Regions from separate parts of the Mus musculus genome. Here region 2 is linked to region 1. Evidence: chromatin contacts called from public promoter capture Hi-C data. All regions are on one chromosome and are shown on one strand. Each heading gives the region's core, a stretch centred on a gene start, on an enhancer-like site or on the middle of the called end of the contact. The rest is flanking DNA. Distances are from core to core; before and after follow the strand shown.

Region 1 (3,197 bases), core at 17-2,516:
GGGAATGTTTTACGCTTGTGTTCAGATGCGGATAACTGTGCCCAGAGATCTCCTGTCTCAGTGTTGTGTAAAAACTGTTTTCCATCACCTCTGGTTGGTTAATACAGAGCTGATCAGTCACTGGCTGGGCAGGAAAGAAGGGGGCAGGGCTTCCAGTGAAGAGGTCCTGGGTGGAAAAAGGAGGGAGAGAGAGTGGAGGAATGAGGTACCAGGAGACAATGGAGAGGACAGCTGGAGCAGGAGCAGCCAGAGAGACATGACAATGGCAGGTAATGGCAGGTAACACCACATGGCTTGGATGTTGCTGGAAATAGGCCAGGCCAGCATGGTCGGGTTAGAACAGATGAGAACCCTACCCAGCTATAGTATGAGATGCTTATTAATAAATATACCAGGTCTCCTTGCCATTATTTCAGAGCTTGTGAGGGCATAGAAAAGCCATGAACATTTACAGAGAAGTCATCAGGTCATGGGGGCGGGGAGTGGGGAGGTTGGGAACGCCCAGCAGGGTGAGGTATACAGGCACGGGCTGCAGCAGGTGCCTTCCATCAGACTCTCCCTCCATCAGAACCTAGGTCTTATTTTGCTATCTGGCTGAGTAAAGTGTGAACCGGCTCCACCTTCATGCTCCAGTTCACACTGCTCCAGCAAGCTGGGAGCATCTAGCAAGTCTAACCATCTCCCATTGGCGGCTAGACTTGGAGAACCAAAGAAGCAGCAGAAAGAGGGCTTCCCTCCCTTCAGTGACCCAGACCAGAAGACAGTAACTAGCCCACCCCCTACCCAGATGGCCACTCCTGCTACATAACTCCTCTAACCTCCAGGAAAGCCTCCTCAAGATCAAGAACTCTGGAGGGGAGCAAAGGCCTATCAGCCCTTCCCCATAGCTATGGTTAACGTCACATATCAATTTGACTGGGTCTCAGGGTGCTCAGGTGTTTAACTGGATGTTATTGTGGTTGTGCCTGAGTGTGTTTGAGGATGATATTAAAACCTGAATCCATAGACTGAGTAAGGTGATTATTGCCCTCCCTCGTGTGAGTAGAGCTGGTTCAATCTGTTGAAGGTCAGCTAGAGAAGCTAGCACCCATGTTTTACACACCAGAAAACAAGAGAGATGTCATGTGCAATGAATGCTCTAGGGCACACAGTCAAATGGCACTCCAGTGCTCTTAGTTCCAATGTCACAAATGCTACTCAGCACCCTTTTATCCCCAGAGATTTCTCCCTTAGGTTCTCCCTTTGGCTGATACAACCCTGCAGTGTCCTTCTGTAAACATTGATTTTACCCCTGTTCTCTCCTGCTTGCCTTGCTCCCAGGCCTGCCTGACCATGTGCCTGGGCCACTGCAAAGTCACCTGTGTGACTGCTCCTGCTTTGCACATGCTTTCTGCCTTTCTCTCTTTCTACGTTCTCCCTCCCCCAACAGAGGCTTTAAAATATGCTAGATTAGATCTGAGAGAGCTATTCAATGGGATAAAAATCAAATCACATGCTGAGCGTTGTTTAAAAAGGTATGAATAAGGAATCATGTGACTGTGGGGGTAAGGAAGCTTCCCCGAGGGGGAGATGCTGAGCTATGACGTGAAGGATAAGGGTACTGGACAAGCAGGAAGGAGTAAGGGGCATGGAGGTTTGCCGCTGGAGCTGAAATGCAGATTCTGGTTTTTGTTAATTCCTGATATCTGAAGCCTCCTCAAAACCACTTATGGAATGATCCCCATCCCCTTCACATGCTGAAAATCTCAGTATCTCTAAAGGCATGACTTTGTTCAAAAGATGGTTATATCCTGATCCGTTATGACTAATGACCTTATAAAAAAGGCAAAGTGGGTCATAGGACCAGATGAAAGATTGTCTCTGAGCAGGGGAGCAAGGATTCTGTCAATAGCCCCTTCCTGGACTTAGAACTAGAGAGGATCAATGTTTGTGTTGTAATAGAGTCCTGTCTTCATAAAGCTGACATATGTTGACAATATTGAGGCTGGGGGTGTTGCTTAGTGATAGAATGTCCTGACCTTATCCCCAGCAATGTAGAAAAAAATTAAAATGAAATACCATAAATTAAAAATGTATCTGCTGGACAGTGGTGGTACATACCTTTAATCCCAGCACTTGGGGAGGCAGAGGCAGGTAGATTTCTGAGTTCAAGGTCAGGCTGGTCTACAGAGAAAGCTCCAAGATAGCCAGAGCTTCATAGAGAAACCTGGTCTGGAAAAACAAAAGAAAAAAAAAACCAGCCAAACAAAAAACCCAAAACAACAACAAAAATGCACCTAATATATCTATATTGCTAAACACCACAGACCACAGCTTAGCTTTGCCTACCCTAACGATGCTTAGAATGTTTACATCAGCGTATAGCTGGGTAAAATCATCTCCTATGTCACAGACCCTAGTTCATAATAAAGTGCTGAGTGAGAGCTTCATGTAGTTTAGTGAACTCTGAACTGAACATGGAAAGCCTATGGTTGTAACATGGAAAGCCTAGGGATGCTCTGATATTACTGTAGAGCTGAAAGTCTTTCTGAGAGGACAGCTAAGACAGAAACTCTAACTTCACTGAAGCAGCCCAGCTAGCTGTTTCACAGCACAGTGGCTTGACCTTGCTGTGGACTCACATTCTCTCCAGTTAGTCCAGCTCTGTTGCCTCCAAGAGCCTCTTCACACCAGCTCTAGATATGATGGGTGCCAATTAACACTTGACAAGATTTCCAGATAGCTGCTGGGCTGGCTCTAATGGGAAGTGTCCACCCAGAGGATGGCAGACAAGACAGGCAAGAAGCCAGGAGGGAGGTCTGGCTAGGCAGGGGCCCTGAGACTAGGGTCGGGGCAGGAGGACTCCAAAGATAGGGACTGTCACCCTCACTGCTGCAGGCAGAACAGCTCTCTCTCTCTCTCTCTCTCTCTCTTTTAATTAGAAATTTTCTTTATTTACATTTCAAATGTTATTCCCTTTCCTAGTTTCTCCTCCAAAAATCCCCTACGCCCTCCCCTCTCCCCCGGCTCCCTAGCCCAACCACTCCTGATTCCTGGCCCTGGCATTATCTTATACTGGGGCATAGAACCTTCACAGGACCAAGGGCCTCTCCTTACATTGATGACCGACTAGGCCATCCTCTGCTACATATTCAGCTAGAGCCATGAGTCCCACCATGTGTACTCTTTGGTTGGTGGTTTAGTCCCTGGGAGCTCTG
Region 2 (3,034 bases), core at 152-2,651, 960 kb before region 1:
TTGATGGCTAGACACGGTATCAGTGAAAAACATAGCTCGTCCTCTAACAGGAATAAGAAATGGTTTATCCTGAGCCAAAGATGGCTATAGCATGGGCACCCTGATTCAGGTTGCCCTGGATGGTATGCTCCACTAAGGGAGAAAACTTGAACATTTATAGACCTGGAACTAAAGAAAGTTGTTAGTCAATGTACGTAATAGATGCCGTAGTGGGCACATCAGGTAGGTGTGGTTATAACAGAATATCAGGGATTTCTTCTGTAGGTTTCAGGTGCCATCTTGTGGCGTTCTTAACTTGGGTTTGGTGGAAGCTAATGGTCTGCTAAATTTACAATACAGCCCAAAAGTTTTACTTGACATCACAAAGATGTTAGGTCTGATTCATAGGTTGGTGGTAGCAAATGACCATTAAGAGGGCTAAAGAGAGATGAAGATATCTGGCCCCATATGCAACTTTCCATCTGCTCATAATTCTGACTTCCTGGCCAGTTAACCTGCAGAACCTTCAGTATAAATGTGGTTTCTTCTAAGAACTATGGCCTGCTATGGGAAATAGGAGAAAGGGGGCTTCCTAAGGCCACCAAAAGACGTATACCTTGATGACTAAGCATATGCGGGGTTGGAGCAAAGATGAGCTGGGCTCAAAAGTGAGCTCAGTTTGGGACCTGTTGAATCTGGCAGCACCAGGTCTTTCTTATTCATTATAAACACTTCATGGCAATTCCCCCTTGTTAAAGAGTCACTGTCTAGTATAAGCAAATGAACAAAGATATACAGTACAGGGAGATAAAATGCTGCTGCATAAATGTAGGTGTGTGCTTGCTTATGTAAACTTCCCCTTTTACTATCTGACCTAAAGTTAGCACTGGACAGAAAATAAAGTTGGATTTTAATTATTATTATACTCCTGAGGTCATGTTTTTGGAATTCCCAAACTGAATATTTCAACTCTTATAGAAATGTTCCAACAAGGCCACACCTCCTAATGGTGCCACTTTCTAGGCCAAGCACATTTAAACCACCACATATGGAATTTAAAAAAAAAAATCCCTCTACAATTTTATTTAATTTATTCCTATCAAATAAGTATATTTATATTTAAACATAAACATATCTGCAGAAATGTGTGTGTGTGTGTTATATTGCTGAGCATAAACTAATGGAGAATAGTTTTCAACTAGTGACAATAAAACAAAGATGTCAGCTATGAAACAAAGCCCTCCCAGTTGCTGGGCTGCAGGAAGAGAGCGCAGGCTCCACGTACGGATAATCTGCTCCTGTCTAACAAGAAGCCCACATTTCCATGACAGCTATAAAAACAGACCTCCTAAGGTGCTTCCCTCCTACATACCTTGCTGGGATGGTTAATTTTCTTGACTGGCCTACGGTATCCAAACATTAGGTCAAACACGATGCTGGATGTCCCTGTGGAGTTGTTTTTAATGAGGTGAACACTAATTTAGATTCATCGACTCCCAGGAAAGTAAATAATGGGAGTGAACCTCAGTTAATCAGTTGAAAGAACTATTAAAGCCAAGACAGAGGCAAGTCTCCTGTGTCAGAAAAAATTCTGCCAGAAGCCCACCTTAAATTCAAACTGAAATTCCCGAGGTCTTCAGCCTCCAGGGCTCGTTTGAACTTTACTCTTGAAAAATCCTCTAACAGGTGGCTAATTGCTTAATAAAACAAAATCTATCTCAGAAACTTCCCCTAGTTTTTCCTGGTGGCCCCTTTCAGCCTTTGCTTATAGTCCTTTGTGATTCTGTGGAGCTGGAGAACTCTCTCTACCAGAGACTCCTAGCTGCCATTCTGAGGCTGGGACTCAGGTAAGACTCAGCCTCTTGGTGTGGACCCAGGGTCCCCTTAGTTATTCCCTGCTACCTACCCCTCTCAGCTATTCCTTCTAGCCCATTCCTTTGTGACTCCCAACAATCTGCAGAACAGCAACAGGGACTCCAGAGCTGCCACACTTGGCCAGGACAGAGTAGGCAACAGCCACAAATTTCAGAACACTCACCCAGCAAAGATAAGACCCAGTATCTACACCAAGAAATGCTTATAACATCGTAACTCCAGAAACACACAAACATGAACAACCAAGACAATATGCCTCCTCCAGAAGCCAGCAAACCTATTGCATTAGGCCCCAAGAGTCTTCAAAAATAATAATTAGGAGTATGTTCAAAGACCTTCAAGATGATATGAAGAGATGTCTCGGTGAAAACCACTAAACCACAAACAGTTGAATAAGACAGTGGAAACGATTCAAGACCTGAAAGTAGCATTAAATAAAGACATAAAGTCACTAAAAAAAAAGTCCAAACTGACATAAAATTCCAAATGAAAAACTCAGGATGCCAAACAAAAGCCTCAGAGATCAGAGCATCATTCAACCCGTATCAAAAAAAAAAAAAATGGTAATTAACAGAGACCCACAAATGCACAATGGGTAGATAAATAAGGTACTTTGGAGCACCCAGTCCCAAATGGGATGTCTTTATTAAACTCTTCCCCTCAAGGTTCAAGGGTCTAATACAGTGGTTCTCAACCGTCATAATGCTGCAAACTTTTAATATAGTTTCTCATGTTGTGGTGACCCACCACGCTTATAATTATTTTGTCCCTACTTCATAATTAATTTTGCTAGTGTTATAGATCGTAACGGAAATATCTGATAAGCAGGATATCTGATAGGCAACTCCCGAAGGGGTCGGGACCCATAGGTTAAAACCACTGATCCAAGTGAAGAGGAGACAGAAAGAGTGTAAGAGCCAGAGGTGGCAGATGACTCCAAGAACTGCATCTTTCAGGTTCAACAGCATTGATGTACACATGAAGGAACAGAGATTGGGGCAACACACCAAAACCTGCACAGATTTGAACCAGATAAAATGTCAGCACTGAGAAGGGGAAGTGGCAACACAAAATCCCACCCTTAACCAAGAAGCTACTTGCTATTGTAACTGCTGAATAAGGGAAAATCAGTTTTTTTTTTTTCCAATGGAGCATCACTGGGTATATCAATCACATACCA

Evidence for each region. Capture Hi-C pulls out chosen DNA fragments and counts their contacts.
Region 2: a contact with region 1 is called in a promoter capture Hi-C map of pancreatic islet. The contact joins two enhancer-like sites. A contact is called at or near these places in 1 of 115 datasets of contacts at active chromatin or transcription factors (pancreatic cancer cells) and 1 of 9 other capture datasets (pancreatic islet).

Annotation. Positions count from the first base shown.
Region 1 is chr13:34,067,045-34,070,241 of GRCm38.p6, reverse strand. All of the region lies in intron 6 of Bphl (biphenyl hydrolase-like (serine hydrolase, breast epithelial mucin-associated antigen)), which reads right to left. Among named protein-coding and RNA genes, the nearest start is that of Tubb2a, 9.4 kb to the left of the region's middle. Within about 2 kb of position 1,266, at least 4 of the 459 cell types and tissues checked have an H3K27ac peak or open chromatin away from gene starts, as enhancers often do. A contact at or near this core is called in pancreatic islet, where this site is marked.
Region 2 is chr13:35,028,413-35,031,446 of GRCm38.p6, reverse strand. No RefSeq gene overlaps it. Among named protein-coding and RNA genes, the nearest start is that of Eci2, 36 kb to the right of the region's middle. Within about 2 kb of position 1,401, at least 9 of the 459 cell types and tissues checked have an H3K27ac peak or open chromatin away from gene starts, as enhancers often do. A contact at or near this core is called in pancreatic islet, where this site is marked.